2 separate regions of the Mus musculus genome follow, and region 1 is linked to region 2. A link is a contact called in public ChIA-PET data. All regions are on one chromosome and are shown on one strand. Each heading gives the region's core, a stretch centred on a gene start, on an enhancer-like site or on the middle of the called end of the contact. The rest is flanking DNA. Distances are from core to core; before and after follow the strand shown. Region 1 overlaps Ankrd11 (ankyrin repeat domain 11). Region 2 holds the start of Spata2l (spermatogenesis associated 2-like).

What was found. ChIA-PET counts read pairs in DNA pulled down with a chosen protein or histone mark.
Region 1: an RNA polymerase II ChIA-PET map of effector CD8 T cells shows a contact between it and region 2, with 12 read pairs. The contact joins the enhancer-like site here to the promoter of Spata2l in region 2. A contact is called at or near these places in 3 of 39 promoter capture datasets (cranial neural crest, fetal liver and liver), 6 of 115 datasets of contacts at active chromatin or transcription factors (the SCID.adh cell line, bone marrow-derived macrophages, effector CD8 T cells and 3 more) and 3 of 9 other capture datasets (adipose tissue, liver and pancreatic islet).

Annotation. Positions count from the first base shown.
Region 1 is chr8:122,909,242-122,914,220 of GRCm38.p6, forward strand. All of the region lies in intron 3 of Ankrd11 (ankyrin repeat domain 11), which reads right to left. It overlaps Gm39273 (a long non-coding RNA gene), which reads left to right. Exons shown (of 4, transcript XR_003947488.1): 3 at 1-4,979. Among named protein-coding and RNA genes, the nearest start is that of Gm39272, 22 kb to the right of the region's middle. Within about 2 kb of position 3,115, at least 24 of the 459 cell types and tissues checked have an H3K27ac peak or open chromatin away from gene starts, as enhancers often do. A contact at or near this core is called in the SCID.adh cell line, bone marrow-derived macrophages and effector CD8 T cells, where this site is marked.
Region 2 is chr8:123,234,940-123,239,888 of GRCm38.p6, forward strand. Spata2l (spermatogenesis associated 2-like) reads right to left here and starts at 1,319. Exons shown (of 3, transcript NM_030176.3): 1 at 1,211-1,319; 2 at 579-910. The coding sequence starts at 881. It overlaps 4933417D19Rik (RIKEN cDNA 4933417D19 gene), which reads left to right and starts at 152. Exons shown (of 3, transcript NR_045849.1): 1 at 152-614; 2 at 4,535-4,739.

The sequences.
Region 1 (4,979 bases), core at 1,865-4,364, 320 kb before region 2:
AGATAGCCCCGCTGCCTGTGCATTCTATTCCATCCGAGGCCTGAGATATGGTGAGGTGGCATGTCTGTAGGTAAGAGAAATGAGGGTCTCTCTCTTAGGGGGTAATAACCTAAGTTAAAAAAAAAAGTGAAATGGAAGTTGCATGTGTGTCACTAAAAAAGTTTCACATTTTAAAAACATACATAAAACTCGCAGCGTGGTGGCACATGCCTTTAGTCCCAGCACTCGGGAGGCAGAGGCAGGTGGATTTCTGAGTTCTAGGCCAGCCTGGTCTACAAAGTGAGTTCCAGTACAGCCAGGGCTACACAGAGAAAAACCCTGTCTCGAAAAACAAAAACCAAAAAACAAAAAAAAAAAACAAAAAAAACAAAAAAACCAAAAAACAAACCTCGCAGCTCCTTGCCTAGGTAACTAAGCACAGCGTGTAGTTTGGCTAAAATAGCGTACGAAGGCCCAGTGCTTTGTTCAGCTGAGGAGTGTGCTAGCAGCAGGTGGCCATGGTGATCCTCTGAAAGTGACATTGATGCCTCCATGCAAACAAAACCAGATGGGGGGAGAGGAGCACACCAACCTCTTTATCTAGAACACATTAGAGTTCAACACAGAACTGTATGAGTGCTTAAGCAGGCCGTGGTGTGTGCCTGCCTTTAATCCCAGTGCTTAGGAGGCACAAACAAGCAGATCTCTGAGTTCAAGGCCGGCCTGGACTACAAAACTGAGTTCCGGGGCAGTCAGGACTGTTCAGGACAAAGAAACCCTGTCTTGACTGCCATTCTTCCACCCCCAATACAAAGATGTTCTTGAAAGTGAATGTGGACACAAAACTTTGTTCTGCAACTGGGAAAAGACAGCATGGTTCAAGCTCTCTCCACTGTAAAATGATAACTGAAGTGAGACCAACTGTAAACGCTACAGAATGACCACTTCGTAAATTAGAATACCTTGAGCATTAAGTTAAGCCAAGCTTAATCAACACATGCCATAAAGATGGTCAAGGTGGAAACGCCATGGTACCTAAGGCAGTCCTGGCCCCATGCACCTGTGCGTACATGGTACACAGAGCAAAGCTTGCCTTAACTCATGATCTACAGAGAGCAGAGAGGAGAAACAAAGCTGCAACTCCCATCCACCAGGGACTCTGTAAGGGCAAACAACTCTACTAGACACCAGCAACCCAGACGTATGAACCAAGCAGCTCACCCTCTCCAAGATAAACCATCCTGGCGCCTTCCTTGGAGACTCAATGTGCCACACTCCTGTCCCCACCTCATCTTTATAGTAAATATTCCAATCAGAGAGCACATAACTTCTCCAGTTGCAAAGCAACCTGAGTTACAACAGGTTCCTTGAGTGTTCATGTAAGCTCAAGGATCAGTTCTTACCAAAGACCTGTAAGGATTTCAGTGGCAGTATGTCAAATTTATATATACCTAAAGACAATTTCCTGATGGATGCAGTTATTTAGGTCTTCCTAATTGCTCAGGAATTTTCACATCCTTTAACAAATGACTTGTTGAGATCTGTCTACCCCTTCCTTTTGAGTGTGTCTCCAAGCCTGACAAAATTATTTTATTTTTAGTTCTGTGTGTATGCATACAGTCAAGTGTGCCTCTGCCTCTGAGTGTATGCATGTGTGCGTGTGTGAATGTGTGGCTTTAATATGCAGGTGCTCTCAGAGGCCTTAAGAGAAAGGTGAATTCCCTGGAGATGTTTTTGTTTGAGAAATGGTCTTACTGTAGCACTGCCTGATCCTGAATCCTACCAGAGGTGGGATTACAGATGTTTGTAATCATCACACCCAGCTATATATTTTAAATTTCAATCTGAAAAATCCCTGATTTTTCATTAATTACATTTAGAAGTAAATTTTATTTACATTTGACACCTTGCCCGAACCATTAATTCTTGTAGCTTTTGTGCAACTGTTGATATCCTGGAGTAAAGTTTATTCTGCCCTTTCCAATCTCTTGTGGCTTTTATTTTGCTACTGTGCTAGCCAACGCCTGCATAAAACTGCCAGAGGTGGGGACTTTGGTGTCCTTCTGCTGCTTTGTATCCAACCTTATATAGAATTCAGCCCTCATTATTAAATGATGGCACACAGGAATTTTTGTTGAATAAATTGTAATAAATGTTAAATTTGGTCAAAAGTCTTTGCTATGTCAACTGATGTCATAAACTTAGGGGAAAAATATAAGCAAAAGTTCTGTGACCTTGCATGTGACTATGGCTGGGGGAAATGGTTTCGTTTGTTGCAGAATCATGTGTTCAGATCTCCAGCACCTATATAAAAAGCCAGGAGTAGCAGTATTAATTTATAATCCCTACATATAAGAAGCTTGCTGGCCAGACAAATTGGTGAGTTCCAGGTTCAGTAAGAGACCATGTTTCGAAAAATGAAGCTTCAGATGAGATGTCTCACTGCACACAAGTGTCTGCTGACAAACCCAATGGTCCCGGGACCCATGTGGTAGGAGAGATCTTCTGCCCACAAACTGCCCTCTGACATAGCTGAGGAAGCATGTCCATGGGAACCTCCCCCAATCAAAGACTTCCACATGCTTGAGAAAGAACACGTGTGAGTCCTGTCTTCAATCAATCAATTGGTCAAAATAAATTGGAACGCAAGAGACAGACATGTTAACAGTTTTTCTGGCTTCCACACACACTTGTGCGCGCAAATTAATAATAATAAACTAATGTAAAAAAAGTTCCACAATAGTTAGAAGGAAACTAGAGCAACCTCAACGGGAGCCACAGTGGCACTGTGGGATTCAGCCCACCAGGAAGGTCTTACGTAGCCATTTTCTAGGTAGTAGGAATATTTTATATACTTATTATTAAAATCAATGTAATATTACATTATTAAACATTAAATCAAATATTACATTATTAAAATCAGGAAGTTGAATATAGGGAATGAAGGCCAACTGGGGAACTTGTGTTTGAGGATCCTCTATGCTCAAGAATGCTCTGTTTTATAGTCATGACGTGTGTTACTGTTGGAGAAATGGGGACTGAACAGGAAATGGTAACACCCAAGGAGCTGTGAAGCTAAGAATGCTGATGAGCAGCAAGTGTCAGAGGGGGTGCTTCAGGCGCTGACTTTTGTGAATGGGGGTAGGAGCTGCACACTGGAGAAGCCATCGAGGTTTCAGTGGTTTGCTACCCTTGGCAGCCCCAGCAACAGTTCTGTGAGAGAAACCCTGCACAGCCATGCTAGACTCTTCTCTCCTGCTATAGCAAAGGGAAGGAAAGAACAGAAAGCCCAGAGGACAATACTCACAAAGTAGACATCAGCCTCTCTGCCACTGCCATCACTAACTCCTGTGTGGTGTCCTGAGTTAAGGCGACACCCAGCTAAGGATGGGGGAGAGTGAATCAGGCTCCATATCAATCTTTCTAGCATCCTGCTCTTGGCCACAGCCTCCTGTACCTCCTGTCTGTCAGGGGTAGTCTACATTTCATACACAGACCTCAAGAACACTCCCGGAAAAAAAAAAAAATCACAGGACCCAACAGCCTGACTGTAAGCTATTGCCCTGTTGGTGGCACTCGCGCAGCCGCCTCTTAAGGTAGGCTTCAACCCCAGGGAGCAGCCATCAGATTCAGTTAAGGGGTGAATTTGTGTTTGTCCTGGAGAAACATTGGATGCTCTGGTACTGTAAAGAGCCAATAGGTATTATGGCACACAGGGTACACATAGTTTGCAAATTAGGGGATGTGCTATCCTTCCTTGAGGGACCTAATTAGACAGAGGCAGGTGCCCACCCTTAGAGCCACCTCCTGCTCACCAGTCTGCATGAGGGATGCCCGCGGTCTAGAAACCCTCTGAGAAGTGCAGAAGAGGCTTCTGCTGAGACAGATTGCCATCTGTCACAGGAGAATGAGAATGAGCCTGAACTGGACGAAAGATCTCACTTCCTGCTGAGGGGCCTTGGATAACACAGCGGCCATCTAGCTCTGTGGACAGAGCATGACCATAAGAGTAGGAGATTTGCTGGTCTCTACTAAGGCTATCTCAGTATGCAGTATATAGATGTTCCAGACATTTTTGGCACTTTCTTCTCTACATGTCAGCTTGTGTCACTAATGGGTCTGTAGCAAGATATGTGACAGAAGAGTATGTCACATAGTGTATGATTCATTTGGGAGAAAAAATTTAAAATTATGTTGCTTTTGATAACATGTGCCTTACGTGAGGAAGTAAGTTCACATTGTATAGCCAGAGCCAGTCAGTGTTCTGTCACTAGCAGGCCCTCCTTCATGAACTTTTACTCAACATTGCCACCTGGGATCCTCTGTAGTCCCTGAAGAATAGACACCTACGTACTCCATCTTGGACTGCTTTCTACAGAGTGACCAGGTAAGATAGGAAAGATCCACCACGGCCAAGCACTGCAGCGTCACACAGCAATTTCACGGGTCCTGTCAAGCTCCAGAAAAGGCCAGATTTAAGCAAGTAATCAAACAAACCCAAATCAAGTCAGGGTACCTTGCTGGGACACACACACACACACACACCCCTACCTTAAATCGAATTCATGTACACCACCCACATACATAGCCCAGGTCCTGTAGTCTCAGGAATAACTCAGCTCATTACAACTTATGTCTTCTCCAGAGTTAACAACAACCCTAACCAACCTGAAACATGTCCATGTTCCTAGGAGGCTGATATAACCCAACCTCTAGAGCTTTCATCATGGCTCACTGTAGCCTGCTACTCTCTAGAGACCAGCCTGTCTCCTGGATCCCGACTTAAGACTTTCTTGCCCTTTTACCCATTCCTGTCAAGCCATGTGACATACACCTGAAAGGCACCGCTTCTTTCATGACAACTTCTGGGACCCACACTGAAGAACTAATTCTGGGAAGAGCTTGTTCAGCTTTGTCAGTGTAGCCAAATGGCAGGACCTTCTCTCCCATCCCCCACCCCTCCCTCTCTCTCTGGGAGTTGGAGCCCTCTGGAGAATTCT
Region 2 (4,949 bases), core at 69-2,568:
GAACTGAATGAAAGTCCTGAGATCTCAGGTATTCCCGTGGAGCAGCAGGCTGGTGGGGTGTGGAGGGGGAGACGTTACCATGACAACCGGTGGAGGTTTACCTCGCCCACGTGCATTCTGACGTCATTGCCTTCCCACTCAAAATTAGCTCAGAGCGGCCCTACCCCCTCTAAGTGGTCTGCCATCTGACCTAAGGACTAGGCCAGCCCTGGACCTGGCCGCCTAACCTGGACCCAGGCAGGAATAAGATCCCTGCTGTTCTGATCTGCTGTTCTCTTCCCAGTCTTAGCAGCCTCCTTTTACAGATGGGGACCAGTCCACATCTTAGAGGAGTTAGGATGACCATAGGACATCAAGTACCTCCCTCACCCACCCACGTCTACCCTAGAATTTCCATGGCAACTAGGGCAGTGAGACTACTTTGAGGACAGCCATATAAGTTCTAGGTGAATGACTGGTAGGCATGCATCCCAACACGCCCACGAGCCCTCAACGCAGAACCCTCCCCTGAAGAGGATCTGCAGCCCTCAAACAGCCTGGACAAGGACGGGAGTGAAGGAGCACCACTGATGCCATACCTTGATAGTGGTGAACTCCTTTCTCCAGGGCAGCAGGTACAGGTGCACAGCGGCCAGCTCTAGGAGCTCAAAGGCGCGGGCCAGATCTTGGAGGGCCGGTGCCAGGTCAGCCCGCCCCCACAGGCCATCAGTGAACAGGGCTAGCGCATCGTCCTGTAGCGCCCCGTGCAGGTCAAAGTCTTCCACCAGAATCTGCCAGAGCACCGCGCGCAGCGAGGGGTCGCCGCAAACGCCCGCGCGGCCGCGCCGCAGCTCGCGCTCCAGGCACTGGCGATAGTCCTCGGACAGTGAGCTGCTGCCCATCCTGATCAGGTCCGGGATGAGGTGTCAAACTAGAGACCATGTCATCTCAGCTGTGTGTGCGACTCTCAACCCCGCACCCAGCAAGCCCAGGGCTCCCTCCAACCTGGAAATAGGGACCTTGGCAGCTTAGCCAACTCTCGGAATCTATGGTCCCTGAGACGTGGACGCTGACAGCTCAGTGACCACAGTATTTGTAGCCTCCCCTCCCCAGGACACCTTCAGCCCCGCTTGCTGAGCGTCCTCGTATCAACAGCTCCGCTCCCACTAGCTGAACCTCTTGCAGCCAGAGCCCCTCTCCCACTGACGGTCCCCGTGGGCGGCGGTGCTACCTGCTAGTCGCCAGCTATTCCAGAGAGCTCCGCTTGGGCCTGGGTCTCTCCTCGCTCTTCCGCAGAAAGTCAAGCCCGCCCCTTGGCCTTGGTCGTGACGTTGGTGGGCGAGGCTGGAGTCGGGTGCCGCCCTTTCGGCTAAGTAGGAGGGTGGAGGTGTAGGCGTGGCCTGGGCGAAGCTGGGCGTGGCCCTCCCCTGCAGCTCACCTTTTGAAGTTCTCTCAGATTCACTAGTTAGTCTTTCAGCTAGTCTGAGTGGGAGTACACAGTGGGTGTATGATCACTGGTCGCCAAGATGTGCCTAGCGGAACCGGTCTGAACCAGGCTGGACTTTGGCTCCTCAAGCCAACCCACAGAATAGCCAAATACCGGCTAGGCGGGGCCTGTCTTGGCAGATCATGGACCAAAGGAGGTCAAACACACGTATTTAAGTACAATTTAAAACGGGTGGGGTGGTGGACTGCCCAGTGGGTATGAGCACCTGCGTGGCAGCTCATTTTTTTGTCTTTAACTCCAGTTCCCAACATCCACTTCTGGCCCCTGCATCTGGTGTTTTTGATGCACATGCATGCAAACAAAATAATTATAAATAATAGAACGGGAGGTCCTTCGGACTGCCTCTGCAGGCTTTGTTTCCTGGTCTCTGGCACTTCATTTCTTAGTCCCTGAGAAAGTCGGTTAGGGAGTATTTGAGGCAGGATGAATGTATTCACCCTCCAGGACAAGGTGTTCCTTAAGTGTGTGACCTACAGACCTTCAAAACTGACCGGGATCCTGAAATCCAAGAATTGGTCTGGGTGACCTCAGGGAAACTGTTAACCTCAACTTGCTGTGGTCTTAGGCAACTCACTCAGGACCGAAGGCACCTTCTCCTTAATCTTAAACCCTAAGCTTCGTGTAAGCAGTAGCTTTTGCTTCATCCACTTCTGGGCAGCCTGCACCCTCGATCTCTCCAGCTCACCAAGCCTAGGCCAAGTTTGATCAAATAGAACCTGGCATAGGGGAGGTATCTGTCTTCTTGAATTTCTCACAGTCAAAGGACTTCAGATCGTGTAACTAAGCAGGCCACAGTCCCCAGGTGCCCTGCTGGCTATCACTGAACATAGAGGTCTTTTGTTGTGAGCTCACCAATCCAAAGGGGAACCTTGGTTGGCTTTCGAGGTTGCTTCAACTCACAGTGACATAGTTTAACTTCTGACAAATCATAAAGATTCCATGCTTGCCTTGTTTCAAGACAAGCCTGGATCCCGCCTGCGGCAGAACAAGGGGATTAACAGAAAAAGGAAGAGGCCTTGGGGGCAGGGGTGTGACCCTGAGGTAGAACAATTGCTTGCTTTGTGTAAGGTCCCCAGGTTCAGTCTCTAGCATTGCAAAAAATTATGTTACACTAACGTCGAAGCTAATGTTCACCTGCAAAAGTGTTCTTTTCTTCTATTTGTAACTTGTAAATTATTCTGGATTGGGATGAGCCTTGAACTAACGATATTGATGTTCTTCCTCCAACCTCTCTCTCTGTGTGTGTGTGTGTGTGTGTGTGGCCCTAGCTGTCTTACAAGTATCTTTGTAGACCAGGCTGGCCTAGAACTCACAAAGAGCCACCTGCCATTGCTACTTACTTTTCTTGCTATCTCAGGGCACACAATGTGTACTCTGTACATCCTCCACACACCTTAGTTTCAGCAGGGCAGATTGGCACTAGTGAGGCCATTCAAACTCATCTTGCCTGGGACTGTAAGCTGCTTTCTTTTTTTTTTTTTTAATTGTTTTTTATTCCGTATTTTCCTCAATTACATTTCCAATGCTAGCCCAAAAGTCTCCCATACCCTCCCCCCCACTCCCCTACCCACCCATTCCACTTTTTGGCCCTGGCGTTCCCCTGTACTGGGGCATATAAAGTTTTTGTGTCCAATGGGCCTCTCTTTCCAGTGATGGCCGACTAGGCCATCTTCTGATTCATATGCAGCTAGAGACACAAGCTCCGGGGTACTGGTTAGTTCATAATGTTGTTGCACCTACAGGGTTGCAGATCTCTTTAGCTCCTTGAATACTTTATCTAGCTCCTCCACTGGGGTCCCTGTGTTCCATCCAATAGCTGACTGTGAGCATCCACTTATGTTTTTGCTAGACCCCGGACTAGTCTCACAAGAGACAGCTATATCAGGGTCCTTTCAACAAACGCTTGCTAGTTTATGCAATTGTAAGCTGCTTTCTACTCAGTCCATCCACAGTTGTGTCTTCCCAGCTCCATCACATGCAGCATTGCAGTTTCCAAATGTTTTCCTCAACCCAATGTGTGTGTAGTTGTTATTGCTTTAACTTTCTTTTTTCTTTTTTTGGAGACAGGAGCTCATGCAGCCAGGTTAGCCCACCACATTCTGTTTTTTTTTAAATGGATTTATTATTACTATTTATTTATATGTAAGTACCCTGTAGCTGTCTTCAGACACACCAGAAGCGGGTATCTGATCTCGTTACAGATGGTTGTGAGCCACCATGTGGTTGCTGGGATTTGAACTCATGACTCTGGCAGAGCAGTCGATGCTCTTAACTGCTGAGCCATCTCCCCAGCCCCACATTCTGTTTTATGGTGGGCTGGGGCTCTACCCTGGGGCGTCTTGTATGGATAGGCAGGAGCACTACTCACTGAACCACACTCCCAGCTTCGACTTGCATTTCCTTTTTTTCCTGAGACAGGGTTTCTCTGTGTAGCCCTGGCTGTCCTGGAACTCACTCTGTAGACCAGACTGGCCTCGAACTCAAAAATCCACCTGCATCTGCCTCCTGAGTGCTGGGATTAAAGGCATGCACCATCACGCCCGGCTAGATTTTTTTTTTCTTTCCTTGTTAAAGAGTTTTCCTGTGTAGCTCAGCTGGCCTAGAACTTGTTCCTCTGTCTTCTGCCTGTGGAATGTGAGTTATAGGTGTGACACACATACTAGGTCTGGTTACTGTGATTTTTTTTAAAGATTTATTTATGTATGTGAGTGCACTGTCCCTGTCTTCAGACACACCAGAAGAGGGCATCAGATCCTGTTACAGATGGTTGTGAGCTACCACGTGGTTGCTGGGAATTGAACTCAGGACCTCTGGAAGGGCAGTCAGTGCTCTTAACCACGGAGCCACCTCTCCAGCCCACTGTGATTTTTTTTTCTTAATATTCTATACATAGCTAATAGTAGTTGTTACTGTTTCTGTAGTTTTTGGTTATGGCTACTTCTTGTTACTATATAGGATTTTCAGTGGAAAAATTGCTATTCATCCATAGTTTAGAAATGCTGATGAACTAACCCAAAGGCACAGCTTTTTTTTCTTCTTCTTCTTCAGCCAGCCACAAAATGACAAGCTGGTACTCGACAAGGCCAAGGCCACGTTTAGTGAACTCTTGCAGCCCCATGGTAACAAGCACTGGGATAAAGGAATTCAAGTCAGGCGTCTCCTGGGTGCTGCCGGAACCAAAAGAAGTTGGACTTCAAGGTGGAGGCATAGGCTCAACATCATGCCGAGGAAATCCAAAGCGATGCCGGGAGAGGTATGGCGATTTCTGTTGCAGTTCAGCTGCAATCTTCAGAAAGCCGGGGCCAGCTGGTACGAGAGCTAGGGGAAACTCAGTAGGAAGCATCAGTGCTGAGAACTCAGCTCCAAAGCAACCAAGAAGCTGTGCATAGAATAAGCAAAAGCTTAGAAGGCACAAGGCGATCCTGCAGACAGTGTCTTCACAGGCGACACCGTGGGCAGCAGA